Linked DNA regions of Mus musculus: region 2 is linked to region 1. Evidence: chromatin contacts called from public promoter capture Hi-C data. All regions are on one chromosome and are shown on one strand. The core of a region is the stretch at or near the end of the contact, and the rest is flanking DNA. Distances in the headings are between cores, read along the strand shown.

The links. Capture Hi-C pulls out chosen DNA fragments and counts their contacts.
Region 2: a promoter capture Hi-C map of adipose tissue shows a contact between it and region 1. The contact joins two enhancer-like sites. A contact is called at or near these places in 1 of 39 promoter capture datasets (HPC-7-derived erythroid cells), 7 of 484 Hi-C or Micro-C datasets (CD8 T cells, LSK cells, bone marrow-derived DN3 thymocytes and 4 more) and 3 of 9 other capture datasets (adipose tissue, liver and pancreatic islet).

Annotation. Positions count from the first base shown.
Region 1 is chr16:19,961,335-19,965,580 of GRCm38.p6, forward strand. The region is part of intron 2 of Klhl6 (kelch-like 6); the gene reads right to left. Among named protein-coding and RNA genes, the nearest start is that of Klhl6, 20 kb to the right of the region's middle. Within about 2 kb of position 1,852, at least 33 of the 459 cell types and tissues checked have an H3K27ac peak or open chromatin away from gene starts, as enhancers often do. A contact at or near this core is called in adipose tissue, where this site is marked.
Region 2 is chr16:20,111,038-20,115,283 of GRCm38.p6, forward strand. It overlaps Klhl24 (kelch-like 24), which reads left to right. Exons shown (of 8, transcript NM_029436.3): 4 at 3,524-3,708. Among named protein-coding and RNA genes, the nearest start is that of Klhl24, 16 kb to the left of the region's middle. Within about 2 kb of position 1,799, at least 6 of the 459 cell types and tissues checked have an H3K27ac peak or open chromatin away from gene starts, as enhancers often do. A contact at or near this core is called in adipose tissue, where this site is marked.

The DNA.
Region 1 (4,246 bases), core at 602-3,101:
GGTAACATATGAAAAGCCAAGAAAACTAACTCGGTCAAACATTCCACAGTGATAACATCTAATGAGAGTGAGTTAAATAAAATCTCAGACACTGAACTCAAATGAATGATTATTAGTATGCTTAAAGAAGAAAAGAAGTACCTAGGTTAGAACATAAACAGCTGAAATGAAACAAGGACATTGATGCAAATTATAAAAAAGGAATTCCACGAAGAGAGAAATAATGAAGAAACATGAATCTGAATTGCTGGAAATGAAAAACATAGTCAAATCAAAAGCTCTATGGAAGTTACATCAATAGAATAGATCAACAGAGGCTAGAACAGCTTAGCTTGAAGACGACATGGAAGAAGTGGAACATTCAAGCAGGGCAGAATAGGGGACACTCTGAAAAAGATAAATCTATAGATAACAGGCACAGAAGAATATAGTTCTGAAGATATAAGATACAGTTTTAAAAGAATTCTGAAAGTACAAGGCATGGGATACCTCCCTGGAGTTATAGTCCAGTTAAGTACCACAGGTCTACAAAACAGTATGAGCCATTCCTATTTTCCTTGGTTACCCATCACAACTACATTGTAAGACCATAGTGCTGAAGACACCATGCACTTTGGTTGTGGAACATATAGAAATCAACCACAGAGGTCTAGAGAAATGGCTCAGCAGTTAAGAGTACTGACTGCTCTTCCAGAGTTCCTGAGTTCAATTCCCAGCAACACATGGTGGCTCACAACCATCTGTAATGGGATCCGACACCCTCTTCTGGTGTGTCTGAAGATAGCTACAGTGTACTCATAAATATAAATAAATAAATAAATCTTTTTTAAAAGCAAGAAAGCAAGGAAGCAAGAAAAGCAAGCAAGCAAGCAAGCAAGCAAGCAAGAAAGAAAGAAAGAAAGAAAGCCGGACGTGATGGCGCACTCCTTTAATCGCAGCACTCGGGAGGCAGAGGCAGGCGGATCTCTGAGTTCGAGGCCAGCCTGGTCTACAGAGTGAGTTCCAGAACAGCCAGGGCTACACAGAGAAACCCTGTCTCATAAAACCAAAAAATAAAAAATTTAAAAAAAGGAAGGAAGGAAGGAAGGAAGGAAGGAAGGAAGGAAGGAAGGAAGGAAGGAAGGAAGGAACCACAAACAAGCTAGGATCCTCCTGTGCCGACTGCTGGGGGAGAAAAGACATCAATAATCTTATCTAGCACTTGACCCTTCATGCTACAATATCAACTTGCCAAACATGATATGCTTAATGGTGCTTAGTGGATTGACTTTTATGAGAAAACAGCTTCCTGGTTGGACTTGAGGCCCATTCCACAAGAGGGAATTCATGTCTGGGTCACCCCAGGGTTGAACCTGTTGTTTTTATTTATTTAAATGTTCATGATGTCTACTTTTCCTCTAAATATTTATCCTTATACCCACAGACTTGGGCCGCTCTCAACATTGGTCAGAGAGGCTTCTTTTTGCAGTGGGCAACAGTCAGTGGAGCAGTGCATAACTGGGCAGAGTGCTGAGAGTGGGTAGCTGGGTTCTCAGCCCTAAATGGGACATCTACATTAACCACACCACCATCAAGGCTCACAAAACAAGTGGAAGAAGAGGCAGAAAGAAAGAGATGATGAATAGAGTGGAACACAAACATAAAATAACCATAGCCTAAAATGCCATCTTCTGGACATGGCGTGGCAGTTGCACTTAAAATTCCTAGTAATAGTCGTTAGCTGAACAAGAACTACTTAAGATCATGCCAGGGACAATTATGTAATAGATAGGGTGAATGTTCTCCAAACCCCACCCTTTCCTGAGGAGCTACTGACAGCTAATAGCTGCTGAAAGAGAAAGAATCATTAGTTTTGAAAGATGTGGCCACTGGTAGGGAAGTAGGAGTTGCATACTTCAGAGGATGGCTCCACACCCATGCACATATGGGCAGCATTGACTGGACTTAGTGGGCATAATAACAAAAGGGGAGGGAATATAAAGTTCAGAAGGCTGCGATGTGAGAACTTGGAGGAAGTTGAAAGGGCAAAATGGGAGACACACATGATCATATAATTCTTAAAAGTAAAGGAAAAAAGAATCTTAACAGAAAAGTTACCCAAGTTAGAACTTAAAATAAAAGGAGGATCTAGGACACCAAACACACAAAGCCGGAAAAGAACCTCCTCTTGTCATATTATAATTAAAACACTAAATGTACAGAACAAAGAAAGTATACTGAAAGTGGCCAGCGAGAAGCAGCAAGTCACATATAAAGGCAATTCCGTCAGAACAACAGATTTTCTTTTTTCAAATGAAAACGTAAAAGCTGGAAGGGCCTGGAAAAAAATGTATTTCAAATTCTTATAGACAATAAGTGCCAACTTAGACTATTACACCCAGCAAAGCCATCTATTATAATGGGAGGAAAAATAAAAATTTTCCATGATAAAAATAAGTTAAAAGAATCTATAGTCATTAATCTAGTTCTAAGAAACTCCTTGAAGGAAACCTACAGACTAAAGAGAAAAACCAATCTAACCACGAGGCCACAGCTCTCAGGATCTCCCTACCTCTCTATAACTTCCCTCACTTGGCTATACCCAGGTTGTGAAGCAAGAGAAGTGGGTCAACACCTCCCAAGTACACACATTTGCTGCTGGGCAAACTCCTGATCCAGGAAATAAGAGAATGAGGTCTACTGACAGCTGGAGCATGCACAATGCTCCTTATACATCCCAGCTAGTGAAGTTAGAGGCTGCAAGGTACCCTACTCAGATACACACTTACATGACACGCTTCTGCTTCAATGAAAGTCATATTGTTAAAATAGTGGGAAGGAGGAGATGAGTTACAAAGGGCATAAAGTTAGTGATTTCACCCTCCCATAAGGAGGGATAGTTTCCTGCCAGTCAAAGGGGCAGATGGTGAGCACTGGCAGCATGTCAGGAGCATGACTTGGGGACATCACCAGGAAAGCAGCCCTGAGAGAAATAATTGGCTTGGCATCTTTAGAATGCCCCAGGAAACCGAGCCAATGAAATTGACTAAACTAGTAGCAACCTATTACTCAAAATTCATCAAGGCTACATTGTAATGGATTTCCTTTCCACAATCCTGTCTTTTGCCAGACTATATAAATCCCTCCCTAACCCCAACTTCAACAGAGCTAATCCTCCTACCAACTATCTTGGTCCCTGAACCCTTCAGGGATACATACTTTTCCATACTTTGGGATCTGTTACCTTCAACTACCAAGCCAATTATGACACAAACAGGAATCATTTCCACAAGAGCCAAGTCATACATAAGATTTGATGCTCATCTATGGTCCCTAGGAATGACGTGGCCTATCCCCAGACTCTGTTTCTTACACATCTAGGCAATGAGACAACATGAATACGATAAAATCAACATCAACAGTAAAATCCTAGTCCTGGCCACAGATGATAACTTAGATGGGACCCTTGATATAATTATAGAGGCAACTGACATTATTCGTAGTCTAATTAGTTTATGAAGCTAGTGTAATTGCTACAATCATATTGAAGCAAATATCGAATAGAAGCAATATATTATTTTAAAATAAATCATAATTCTGAAGTCTTCTCTCTTCTGTGACACGACTTACTTCTCAATGTTCTTCTTTCACAGCCACCAAGTGCTTGTCACATGTATCTTCATGCCCCCACATTTAGACAGCATCATCACTTGAAAGCTGCATGGTGTGTTGGCTAGCAGTACTTTCTTCCATCATAAAACCCAGTTTCAAATCACAGCACTTTCAGTCATATTCTGTGTTGCCTTAATTTCTTGTCCAACTCATACTCAGATCAGATGTTTTGTATAGGAAGCATGAGCTCCACCACTGGCTCTAACTGGGCTGCTACACTTGGCAGCCATTGTGCTGCAGTTAGATACCAAGTATAGAGCCAGGCACTACATTCCTCCCTTAATCTAATGAAGTAGGCAATGCCTCATCGCATCACCTTCCACTAAATATCCAAACAAATATCTTTGTAACCTTGACTTATGTGTGTGTGTCTCTGTGTGTCTTTCCCTCTCTCTGTGTCTCTGTCTCTCTCTGTCTCCTCTGTCTCTATGTATCTGTGTCTATATGTCTGTCAGTCTGTCTGTCTTTCTGTACACGTCTGCTGTCTTTCTGTCTGTTTCTCTGGGTATATATCTCTGTGTCTATATGTCTGTCAGTCTACCTGTCTGTCTTTGTGTACACATGTCTGTCTGTCTTTCTGCCTGCCTGCCTGTCT
Region 2 (4,246 bases), core at 549-3,048, 150 kb after region 1:
TGTTACCTCAGTCAGTCAATTTTTGATATATTTAAGCTTAGTACAAGTTTGGAAAAAAGTTCCCATGTGACAGTGATCACAACAAAGCTTAAGGCATGATTATATCAAAACTCCTTTGCAAACTACATGTGACCTCTTCCATAAGGATGCATTCTATTCACTGAGAATCAGTGTTCATGACCAGGGACTAGGGAGGAAGGGTTTGTAATAAGCATAGAAGTAAACTCTTTTGCAAGTACATAGAACCTCTTTCATAGGAATGGGTTCTATTAAGAAACAGTGTCTGGGCATTTGGAGGATTCTGGTGAAGCTTGGCTCTGTAGGTAAAAGATCACCAGGTTATAACAACATCCACTCCAGCATTCTAGGAAGAAAGCAGGTACACACATCCCTTCCGCTTTAAGAGAAAAGCCTGCATATATAACATTTCTGGTTTCTCTAATGCTTATCTGTGAGCAGGAGGAACTCATGACTACTATGAGATGTGGTAGTTTTCTTTTGTTTGGTACTAGAGATAGACTCAGGGCTTATTCTGCAACTAAGTTATTTCCCTAGTCCTATTGTCTTAATGGTTTTTATTACTATCTTGACAATTTCATGTGTATAAATATGTATTATATATTATGATCCACTACCACAGTTCCTGCTCTTACCCTCTCCCATTTCTGCTGACCACAGCCCCCTTCTCAACTACCCACTCACCCCTCTACTTTCATGTTTATGTGTGTGTTCAAAGCATATGTGGGAGAGTATTACCTGGCACTTGGGCAGCTTACCCAAGACTGTACTACTGAAGAAAGTGACTTTCTCTCCTCTGGCCATCATTAATGCCAATAGCAATTCAGGGAAGGATGGAGCTTTATGGCCCCTCCTTCATCCATGGTGAAATGTTGAAAGGTCCCATCTTGTACAGATAACCTGTGTGGTCCTTATTGCTACAGCTGCTGTGTATTTCTTACTGCTACAGCCATGGCGTGTCCAGAAAATAGAGCTGCATCACACTCTGCCGTTCTTCAGCTCTTAGCAGTGTTCTCTGAGCCTTGGAAGGGTGTGGTAGTGATTGTCTCATTCAGGGAACTCCACTTACCAGTCACTTGTTCCCAGCATTTTAACCCACTGCCTACTGCAAAATGCTTCCTTCATCAAGGCTGAGAGCAGCACTTTGGGTATAAACACAAATACCTAGAAGGCAGTTTGACCTTATGTCCATTTATGTGTTGGTTTTTTTGAAACAGAGTCTCACTGTGAAGCCCTGCCTCCTTATGAGCCCCCTGCCTCTTCCTCCTGAGGGTTGGGATTAGAAGTATGTGACACCACACTCAGATGTCTTTTTAATCTATGAATGTACTATCCATTTACATGATCACCGTGCTTTGTGGCGTGAACGTGTTTCTGTGTCATGGCATCTAATAATCATCACCCTGCCCACAGAGTTAAGCTGTCTCTGAACATTGTACATTTAAGTCACATGGGCATAATTGTGTCTCAGTATTTAAACATTTCTACCATTAGTTCCCAATAGTAATTTTTAGATAATTGCCACTTTTTTTTTCAGTTTTTTTTAATTAGGTATTTTCCTCATTTACATTTTCAATGCTATCCCAAAGGTCCCCCATACCCACCCCCCCAATCCCCTACCCACCCACTCCCCCTTTTTGGCCCTGGTGTTCCCCTGTACTGGGGCATCTAAAGTTAATTGCCACTTTTTTAAAAGTAAACATTGTGAGTCTTGGTCACTACATTTGTTTTCCTTATAAAAGCCGCCTGCCTGGGGTAGTTCCCAGTGGAGAGCCCTGGCACACAGACTCCTGTGTCCTTGCCAAGTTTAGAAAATAAGAAAATCAGATTTCTGTAGGGGTGGATCTAATGTTGACTATGAGAAACCAATTAACTTGCTTCTCTTCTAGTCTGTGTTAGTCTATTCTGCTCTGGTGGCTGATACCAGGAGATTACAATGTCAACGACTCAAGGCTAGCCTGAGCAACAATAGTGAGACCCTGTCCTGTCACAAAAAAATTTTTAAAAATTAAAAATTAAAATTAAAAAAATTGTGAGGTTGAAAATTTAGGTTGGGGGCTAAAAGCTTGCCTAGCATGTACAAGGCCCTGGGTTCAAAACTAGTACCATACAAAAAGAGAAAGGAGGAGAACCAGCTAGCAGATTAAATGTGTTAAAGCTGCCTGCTCAGCATGTTGTTATAGTCAAGTCTCTACAGGAGAGCTTTAGAACTGGGTCCTTTCAGCTGATAGCAACTTGAGAAATTCACCCAACATTAAAATTTTTCCTGCCAAAGAATTTGTAATGTTCAAGTCAATATTGCTGAGACAATAAGTTGAGTGGCTATAGCAAATATTCACTCTATGATTTATTCTTTTACTCCTTCATTCATTTATGTATTTCTTCTAGGGCTGGCCAATCCTGTCTTTAGATAATACAATGAATTGATAGCATTAGATCTTACAGATGGAGAACTCTTCTGTCTCTTTAAGGTTTAAAGTCTTGTGATCTCCATTTTTAATGGATGCATGCATATTGTAACAGTTAGACATACAGATGTTTTTGAATTTTCTTTGATTTCATATATCCCTAGTGGACAGCATGAAGACCTTGCAAATATAATAACTTATTTCTGAAGAAATACTCTTAAATACATAGACATTGGATTTGTTTTTAGCAATAATAAAAGGTGGTAGAATTCTTGCCTTGAAAGCCCAATGACCATGTTTCCGACCCTAGTACTATGGCAAAACAGAAGGCTTAAAAAGTCAAAACCTATAAAAGCCAGAGTGTTATTCCTTGCCTCTAATTTCAGCATTCAGGAGGCAGAAACTAGTGAGTCTGTGTGCCAGGATAGTCTGGTCTACATAGTGAGTTCCCAGCTAGCCAGAGCTACATAGAGAGACCCTGTATCTAGATCAACCAGCCAACCAGAAAAGACAGGTTTGATGGCTGTAATCCCTTTTCCATCACTCACTTGTATTCTCAGGCTGAGACAGGAGGATCATGATGTTTAAACCAGCCTGGATGGGTGATATTTTGAGGCTGTGTCTTTTTAAAGAAGAAGAAGAAGAAAAAGTTTAATAGTAGGGGCAGGCTCACTGGTTAAGAGCACTTGATACTCTTGCAAAAGACCAGGGATTGGTTCCCAGCACCCACATGGTGACTCATAGCCATCCCTAACTCCAATTCCAGGGTATCCAGTATCCAGTCCCATTCTTTGACCTCCGTAGAAACCAAGCTCATGGGTGGTACACATACATACATGTAGGCAAAACACTCATACATGTAAACCTAAAACACTTTAAAAGAAAAATCCTTGTAGATATTTTCTGTGGCATAATGATGCCACTAATGAATCATTGCAAAGTAAATCACTGGCAGCCTGTACTGTTCAGCATATCTGCAAGGACAAATTTAATTGCCTGTCATGGCGTTAGGGCTTGATTATATTTTAACAGTCTTGATTATATTTTAATATACCACTTAACTATTATTTGTGCATTCTTAACAATAACTATTTTAGGTCTACTGGCTATTCAGAGGTGATAGTTGTGGTTGGAGGCTGTGAACGAGTTGGAGGATTTAATCTTCCATACACTGAGTGCTATGATCCAGTAACAGGAGAATGGAAGTCCTTGGCCAAGCTTCCAGAATTTACCAAATCCGAGTATGCAGTCTGTGCACTGAGGAATGATATTCTTGTTTCAGGTAAATACAAATTATTATAGTAGCTACAACTTTTGATTGGGAATCAGATTGGCTGTTTTTAAATGATAATGACTTACTGAGTGTAAAATGAATATTTCAGATAAACAAGTTTATACAACAAAACTGAAAAGACTTTTTGCCCTTGAAAGCAAGAATACTTACAAAAGTTCTACCAAAAATTGGTTTGGTCATAATATTTTAAATGCTTTTATGTACATTTAGAGTATATGTATTTTAACTGTGTGTGTGTGTGTGTGTGTGTGTGTGTGTGTGTGTGTGTGTGTGTGTGTTTATATATGTGTGTGCCCAGAAGAACATAGAAGTGCCTTCAGAGGCCAAAAGAGATCATGAGATCTCCTGGAGTTGGAGTTGTAGGAAGTTGTAAGCCTCCACGGGAGTGCTGAGTACACTCAGGTCTTCCGGGCTAGCAGCAACTGCTCTAATCACTGAGCCACTGAGCCACCTCTCTAGCTAAAAGTTAGTTATAGAAGTTATGGTTTATCTTTTTTTCTTTTTCTTTCTTTTTTTTTTTTTAAGA